Regions from separate parts of the Mus musculus genome. Here region 1 is linked to region 2. Evidence: chromatin contacts called from public promoter capture Hi-C data. All regions are on one chromosome and are shown on one strand. The core of a region is the stretch at or near the end of the contact, and the rest is flanking DNA. Distances in the headings are between cores, read along the strand shown.

What was found. Promoter capture Hi-C pulls out the DNA fragments that hold promoters and counts their contacts.
Region 1: a promoter capture Hi-C map of pre-B cells shows a contact between it and region 2, with 6 times the contacts expected there. The contact joins the promoter of Spata5l1 here to the promoter of Golm2 in region 2. A contact is called at or near these places in 3 of 39 promoter capture datasets (hippocampal neurons, liver and pre-B cells).

The regions. Positions count from the first base shown.
Region 1 is chr2:122,629,309-122,633,956 of GRCm38.p6, reverse strand. It overlaps Spata5l1 (spermatogenesis associated 5-like 1), which reads right to left and starts at 3,332. Exons shown (of 3, transcript NM_001033256.4): 1 at 2,198-3,332; 2 at 1,253-1,438. The coding sequence starts at 3,271.
Region 2 is chr2:121,864,391-121,868,611 of GRCm38.p6, reverse strand. It overlaps Golm2 (golgi membrane protein 2), which reads right to left and starts at 1,642. Exons shown (of 10, transcript NM_001205369.1): 1 at 1,081-1,642. The coding sequence starts at 1,407.

The DNA.
Region 1 (4,648 bases), core at 2,083-4,582, 760 kb before region 2:
CAAAGGGTTTTTAATTTTTAGTTGCTTCTATAAAAATAAAAACACACAGAGAAATCTATGACCTCAAATTATGTATAATATAAAAGGGAGAAAGTTAAGTGTATAATAGAGAAAGTAACAATGCTGAGTGATTCAGACAAACATCACCAACACTGCGGAGAGCACGTCTCCATCCGTGATACTGAGAGCACATCTCCATCCATGATACTGAGAGCACGTCTCCATCCGTGATACTGAGAGTAAAGCCACCTGGGAGTTTTCCAACCTACAACCACCGACACCCTGACAAACCCAAGTCCAGGGCTGACTGTTCTACAGACAAACAAACAAACAACCCTGATTTAGATTTCTCAAAGGTGTCGAGGCCAAGAGAGACTGAGAACTGTTTCCAAGTTAAGACATGGAAGACTCCTGACAACTAAACTCAGTGTGTAATCTCAGACTAAATCACCTGACAGATCATCACACAGGGCAGCACTGGGGCAGAGAGAAACACACTGAATACATTAAAATACAGTTGTCGATGTTAAACTTTCCGGGGTTTGTGAGTTAATTGTAGCATAAGGCAATTTTGTGAGGCACACATGTTCTCAACACTAGCTGTAATGGAGCACTGTGCACCTACAGCCTGAGTGACAGGCATGTATGAGAGTGGCGTCACTATCTTGCTGGAATAGACACACAACTCCACGACACTCACAACAAAACTGCCCAATGTCATCTCAGTGTCATCCCCAAGACTAAGTGACTTAAGGCTCTAGTGTAGTCTCAAGCTGTTCAGAAAACGGTGTGCAGAGGAAGCAGCAAAGACAAACGTGACAGACGCTAGAGTGCAGAATCCAGGCTAGAACAGAAGACCTCTGCTCTGCTCCTGCAGCCTTTGGTAAGCATGATACAGTTCAAAGTCATAGACGGCCAAACAGAAATAACTCTCCTGACAAAATCACACACATGCTTTTTATTATGGTGTCTTAATCTCTTCTAGAAGTAAGATGGTCTTTATCAGGCAAGGTCTCAGTTTTTGTTTCTCTCTCTCTCTCTCTCTCTCTCTCTCTCTCTCTCTCTCTCTCTCTCTCTCTCTCACACACACACACACACACACACACACACGCCCGAAACAGCTGTGGAGCCTAGCAGCCATGCCAAGGAATGAATGTATGTAGCACCTATTCTAACCCCACATTGATCTGTCATATTAATCTGAAAGATTACCATTACATTCATCTGAAAGTGACAGGTGAACACTTCCTACCTTCTCATTCTTGAGAAGGGCACACATGGCAGCCTCCCTACAGAGTGCTGTCAGGTCAGCACCAACATAGCCAACCGTCATTTCTGCCAGGAGACCTAAATCAATATGACTGGAGATGGGCATCTTTGAAGTAATCACTTGCAGAATTGCTTCTCTTTGTTTAAGGGTGGGAGTTCCAATGACAACCTACAGGCAAAGCAAAAAATAGAGAAATTAGAAGTAGACAACTTAAAATCTTCCTTTAAAAGCACCCTCACCAGTATGTACAGTCATTCAGCAAACCCTTGTGGAACTTGTATCATGAACTTCTAAGCACACCTTGGATTATGAATACAAGAAAATGATAACTGTCCAGTGGAACAACAGTGGCTAGAATCTCCACAATGAAAACTCTGTATTTCACTGAAGAAGTCTTCGTTGTTTTTTAAGAACACACCAAGTTCTGACAATCTGGGATCAAATAGCAGACTAGATAATCTAGGTCCTTGTTCTTTGGAAGCAGGGCCCTTTAATAGATGGTTCAAGGAAGAAATCCATTCAGGTCCTCCAAAGTCTTAAGAGAATCCTACCACAAATTTTAATTATTATTTAATTACTAATAATTGCTTAGAAATTAAAAAAAAATCACTTGAGTACCAAAGACGCTAAAAAAGCCAGCCCTGACAACGTAGAACAGGAAGCTGGTATCCTGACATTTGAATACATTTAAGGGCTTATGCCTGTTTTTATTCACCTTCCCTGCCTTCTCTTACTGTGACTAAGTTCTCATTCCAAAGGCTATTTCAGTTTAATATGCATGCATCAGGATTAGTTACTTCAACAAAGCAAATGACCATCCTGCTTCCCAGAACGATTTGAACCCAGGTTCTAGCTTGCATGTGACAAGTGATCTACAACTCCTGCCTGACCCAACATTCCAAAAAGGCGAGCTTTCAGGAACTTTACCTCTCTGTCAAACCTGCCCGGCCTGCGAAGCGCTGGGTCTAACTCGTCTGGCCGGTTGGTGGCTCCCACAACCACAAACTCCCTGTCCCTGTGGATGCCGTCCAGCAGCGTCAACACCTGGGCCACCACTCGGCTCTCGGGAGCTCGGTGCGGGCCGCCTCTCCGGGGACACAGGGCATCCACTTCGTCCAGGAAGAGGAGGCTGGGTCCGCGGCTGGCCAGCTCCTGGGCTCGTTGGAAGATGCGCCGCACGTTCTCCTCGGTCTCCCCGGGCCGGGAGCCCTGCAACGCCGGGGCGCTCACCGCCAGCAGCTCGGCGCCAGTCTCGCGCGCCACGGCCCGCACTAACTGGGTCTTGCCCACTCCCGGGGGGCCCGCCAGGAGCACCCCGCGGGGCACAGCCAGCCCCAGCGCGGCTAGGGCGAGCGGGTAGCGCAGCGGCAGGCGGAGCAGCTCCCGTAGGGAGTCGGCGGTCTCCGACAGACCCCCAAGGGTCACCTCCCCGGGAGGCTCGACCTGTGGCGGAGGCTTGTCACTGAGCGTGATGCGGGTATGCGGTGTGACCCACCCGCCGGGCTCTGGGTCCGGTGTCCCGCCCATCACGTGCAGAGCTGCGACAGGGCCGGGGACACCCGGCGGGGTGGTCACCACGTGTCCCCGAGACACAGGCCGGTTGCGCAGCAGCTCGTGCACTACCTCCAGCACCGCGGCGGAACTCGGGGCTCCCGCCTGGGGCCGCAGCACCGGCCACACCTCTAGGCGCCGCAGGGGCGGACAGGGCACGGGTTGCAAGCAGTCCATACCTATCCTCCCCGTGGCCACCCGGGCCCCGGGGCTAGCGCACTGCGGGTCCAGCTGCACAAAGCCATCCACCCTGTCGCGCCGCGGCCAGGCCGTGCAGAGGCAGCAGCCGCCGGCGGGCAACGAGATCCTCAGCGGCGAGCCCAGGCGCGCACCCAAGCTGCGGAAGGCGGCCGGCCCCAGGCGGCAGCGCTGGGTGTCCCGGTCCCGGGGATCCACCGGCAGCAGCTTCAAAAGTTGTCCGTCGGGGAAGGGCCCCGAGTCCGGAGCCATGACTCGGGGAACCACGCCGGGGAAAGCCCGGCAGCAATCCACCCGGCTGCCGGATGCAGGCGGCGCGCATGCGCCAAGAAGGAACAAGCCTCTGATTGACGGTCGAAAGGACTTCTGGGAAAGTGAGAAAAGCCTGGCTCTCCATAAACATCAGACGCCCGGTAGTCGGTCCAAGAGCCTCAATGAAAAGGTCTCCGCTGGCATCTGACAGACATACGGCTGCTCCATTAGGCCATAAGAGTTTTCATTTTGTGAAGTAAAAAGATTTCTTAAGGAAAAAAAGAAAACCCAAACTGCTGACAAGGTGTAACGTGCTTACAGATATAAACAAGGTGTAAATAAAATACCCGCCAAATTAATCATGATACTCGCATCTTATGAAAGATCTTTTATCCTCGTTCCAAAGACTTGGAGCGTCTAGAAATGGGAAAGAAGACATTAATAATAAGACATAATAACCATCTTCAATATGTAAAGGGATGTGTGTGAAAGCTAGCGTGCGTGTGGATAGCTGTGGTAAAGAACTGACCAGGAAACGGAAGTTTAATAGGGTGATCTTAAGAGGTTTTTCTCTGCATATTTTGACCATGGTCGCATGAAAGGTACAGCTGAGAGTCATAACTGATGCCCACTGAGGCAATTAGAGTGAACTTAACCTTTCAGATTTCAGCACTGATTTAAAACAGGGGTAGAGGCTAAGTTAGTGGGGATATGGTGTGGAGGACAGTACATGTTTTTTCGTGTTGCATAAAGAGGCTGATCCCGTTCAGGGCCAAACTATAAAGTTCTCTGACCTTGGCCAAGAAATATACAGCATCCCCACTAAAACAGCCACTCCCCTCCTTGTGTCACAAATATCAGGAAGGGATTGTGTTTCTGGGCCCTCAACTCATTCACACATTCTCAGTAAAACTATAGATTATCTTTCCCAGGCAGCCTTAACCCATCCTGCTCCTCTGAGTCAGACCATTTTCATTGTATTGTTTCAGTCATCCATACATCTGAATTCATCATACTTACAATCTTGCAGGAAACCATTCTAAGCTTGCTGTGATGGTTCATACCTATATCACAACATTTGGGAGACTAAATAAGGATTAGAACAATTTATAGTTCTACCTGGGCTACTTAGTGAGGTCTAGGCAAGCCTAAACTACAGAATGGAGAAAGGTATCGAAAGAAAGAAAGAAAGAAAGAAAGAAAGAGAGAGAGAGAGAGAGAGAGAGAGAGAGAGAGAGAGAGAGAAAGAAAGAAAGAAAGAAAGAAAGAAAGAAAGAAAGAAAGAAAGAAAGAAAGAAAGAAAGAAAGAAAGAAAGAAAGAAAGAAAGAAAGAAAGAAAGAAAAAGAAAACCTTGAAAAGAAAAACATAATAACAGT
Region 2 (4,221 bases), core at 393-2,892:
CAGCAGCTAAAAGCACTTGCTGCCAAGACAGATAAACAGAAGTCAGCTCCACAGGATGGATGGAAAGAACTTGACTCCAGATCTCGGATCTCCACACATGTGTATGCACATGCACACACACACTAGATAAAGAAAGAAGAAATTTAATCTTAAAAGATTTAAGAGTGTAGAAAAGAAGTCATCTACTATAGTACCTATCTAGAAGTCTTCAGAATTCTGATATACCAACTGAAGTTGCCTAAGTTATAAACTGTCAATAAAATAGTGAAAACAGATCCTATTAAGTAGGACATGATCATAGTCCAGACTTAAGATTTTTAAATTTAAAATTTTGTATTTTCTATCTGCATTAAGCAGCAGCCCTAAGAGCTATTTAAGCACACACAATTTTATTTTCTTTCAAGAATTATAACGACAGACATAAGATTCTGTTCCTAAGAACTTATTTTTAGATTCTACCATTTCGGCTAATTTCATTAACAATTCAAATTGAGAAGATAATGGATTAACCGCACTCAAGTCACAAGTGTGGCTCATATACGGGTTCCTGACTCATCTATAACAACACTTTCAACACAAAATTCATTTTTTAAAAATCTACTTAGCAAAATACATCAATTTATAGAGATTTCTAAAAAGCCATACTGTTGACAAATACATGTTGAGCACCAGAAGGGAAGAAGGCCGCATTCTGAAATAAATTAATATTGATCAGTCTGCACAGGAGGTGGATGAGACAATGCCCATACATATACCTGGCAGCCTGTGTGCCGGGAACGAAGGCGGCCACACAGGCCAGATGATAACCACTGCCAGCTCAGCAGCTGAGCTTGGAGGAAAGGTGGTATCCACACATAGGCCACTCTAGAGAACCAGAACTTACAGTCTCTGCAAGCGAACAGAGAATGTGGCGCTGACACCGGGAAAGTCTGACAACAAACAGGGTTGCTGGGGGTCTGGGGAGCTTCCAGGGCTACCACGCTGACGGCATACAGCAATCGCCGGCGGGCGAATATTAATACCCCACCCAGAAGTGAAAAGAAAAAGTCTAGGAGGGCCGAGGAAAGGGCTCGACCTTACCTTGTCATCCTCGCATCTCTTCCCCAGGCCTTCCTTGGCCTGCAGCCGGCTGCTGAGGCGACCGTAATCGGCCTCCTTCTGGTCGATCTGCTTCTTATGCGTGTCCACCAAGAGCAAGAGGTCCGAATTGCGCTTCTCCAAGCGCCCGCGGGCCACCTCGGTGCGCTGGACCTGGCCCTGCAGCTCGGCCACCTCCTCCTGAAGCAGAACGTGGCGGGAGGAGATGCTCCAGTAGTTGAAGGCAAGGACGACGATGACTACCAGTAGCACCACCAGCACGAAGGACGGCAGGCGGCCGGCCCGCCGGTTGGCCCCGAAACCCACCATGAGGCCGGTGGCTCCGCCGCTGCCGCCGACACCTGCGGGCAGCGCCGGCCTGCTGTCTCAGCGGCCTCGGGACCCGGACCCCAAGGGACGGGCCGAGCCGCCAGAGCGCGGAGGGGGGCGGGGCGTCGCGGGTCCTCCCCGCCCCCTCTGCGCCCCCGCCGCGCCCCCTCCGAGAGTCGAAGGCCAGCGGGCTCCCGCCGCAGGGAAGCGGGAGAAGCCGGCGCTGGTACTCGCGACCCGATGCCTCAAGGCTGGGGGCGGGGACGCGAGCCGGAAGGGGGCGGGTTTCCTCGGTCCACGCCCACCGGCTGGGGCCGGGGCGCCCAGGGGGGCATTAGCTCGTTTCCGCCGACGCCCCCTCTTCTCGCGAGATAGTGGGCTTCTTCTCGTCCCCTTGCGGTCTTGTCTCGCGAGGGTTCTCTGGAGGCTGGGGCGCGGGGTCGGGGTCGCGCGGCGTACCTGGGTGGGTGTGCGTGGTGCTGTTACCTGGTGGTGTCCCCTGAGGCCAGGTTTAGGGAGGTCCTGCTATCAGCGGGCCCCTTGGCAGAGTGTCCTCTGTCAGGACCAATTCTGAGACTGCCACCAAGTAGGGAAGGCTCTAGGTAAGATGGGACCTGATGGGTGTCTAGCAAGGTTTTATGCTAGGTGTTGTTTGTGCCACCGAGGTGGAAAAAAACAAAAACAGTTGACATTAGCCCCCAGAATAGCGGTGCCCAGACAATACAGCAAGAGAAGCTAAGCTTGAGGATGCTCTGCGATTGAGATGTGTTAGCAGCCTGGTTTCCAAGGTTACTGCTGTCACGGACAGGAAGAATTCCAAAATGCGGTGCTCCTATTTTAAAACGCTCTGCTGCTTTTCCCTCGACTTAGCTGAGGAGAAAGCCCAGAAGCTGCCCTCGGTGAATGGCAGCTAATGCGCCGTTACTGACGGCTGACACATTCCGAATTAGCAATAGCAGCCCTTACAAGTTGTTTCTGCACGCCTAGTTTTACATCCCTCCTATCCCAACAACGCTTTACACAGGAGAAAGCCCGGAAACAAAGATGTGCGGAAACGTCAGAGTCCTGTATCTTCTGAACTGGGCTTAAAGCCAAGTAACAGAACTCGTAATACTGTTCCTCTCTCTGCTTTGTAGCAGGTGTTGTTCTACGTTTAGCGTCATGTTCAGTGCTACAGAGAATCCCCTGCTCGTTCCCTCTGCGTGCTGCTTGTGTAGTTGTTTAAACAAACAATAAAAAGTTACTGGTTTTCACCTGTGTAACCAGAGGATGGATTTGTAGTTATTTTTCAGACTCCGGGTCAAGAACACAAACTTAAGTGTTTATTCAAACCGGCCTATAGTTCTGAGACATGAAGATTTTACAACAGTGAAAAATTGTTCCATGTGTCCTGTGCATTTCAAAAATAAAGTTCATCTGCTTCCAAAAAAAAAAAAATACCTTCACAGAAGGATGTTTCTCTTTTTTATACTATACAAACAACAACAACGACATAAACGTACCAGAATTTACTAGCTGGTTTACATCAAAGTTGAAGATTAACTCTCTTCAATTACAGCATTTGGGGTGTTGAGGCAGAAGCTGGAAGCCAGCGTGTGCTGCATACAAAATTCTTGTCTTCAAAAGTTGAGCTCTGACTTCAGGAGCTCTGAGAAGTCATCTCCACTCTCAGATATCAACCAAGCAGCTTTGGCAAAAGGAAGCCAGGTCAAAAAGGAATTTAAAGTAATTATTACATTTGCTTATTGGAGTGGGGCATGCATGCCATGGCACATGAGCGGAGGCCAGAAGACAACTTGCAAGAGCAGGTTTCCTTCTCCCATGTGGGTTATCCAGCCTGGCAAGTACCCGTTCCCACTGAGCCCTCTCACAGGCTCCCAAACTGGAAATCTTAACCATTTATCCTACTAATGTATTATCTCAGTCAGTAGTTGAAAAATCCATTAAATGGTATTAACTTTCTAAAATGTTATTCTTCCCAAGGACGTTGTATTTTAAAACAGGATTCTGACAGATGTACCTCTTACAAAACACAAGCACAAACTTTTTGTTAACAAGGGCTTTAAAGCCCTATTTGACCATTAGGGCTTTAAAGGTTTATATTTATAGGTTGCCACATAACTTTTCTAGAGTTATATGCTAGAGATTGCAGAGCTGAGACTTGAAAGCCTCTTTTCCTCTCCTTCTGGAGATTACACACACAGACACACAGACACACACACAATTACCTCCTCAACCTATCCCCTTATTAAGGTCTAATCTAGAAATCTGAAAGAGCGTGTAAGTGCATCCATATAGCCAGTTATGAGTGAGGGATTAACCACATAAAGGCAAAGACCAGTTCTTTAAGCCAGGTGAGCAAGATGAGCCCCAACAGTGGAAAATGCTGACTGCGTGTGTCCTCCATGGGATATGAGCCACCACTGCCCAGCTTCAGAGTTGATTTCTTAAAAACTGTCTTTAGCCGGGTGTGGTGACACATGCCTTTAATCCCAGCACTTGGGAGGCAGAGGCAGGCGGATCTCTGAGTTCGAGGCCAGCCTGGTCTACAGAGTGAGTTCCAGGACAGCCAGGGCTACACAGAGAAACCCTGTCTCGAAAACCAAAAAATAAAATAAAATAAATAGAAGTCAACTCTGACAGCCCTAGTGGTGTGTGCTGAAGCGGTGATCCAGTGATTAAGAACTCTTGCTTCTCTTGATAAAAAACTGAGTTCAGATCTCACTATTCACTTTATGGCTCATAACCATCCTTAACTCTGGTTCCAGGAGATCTGATGCCCCATTTTGATCTCTGCAGGCACAAGGCATGCAT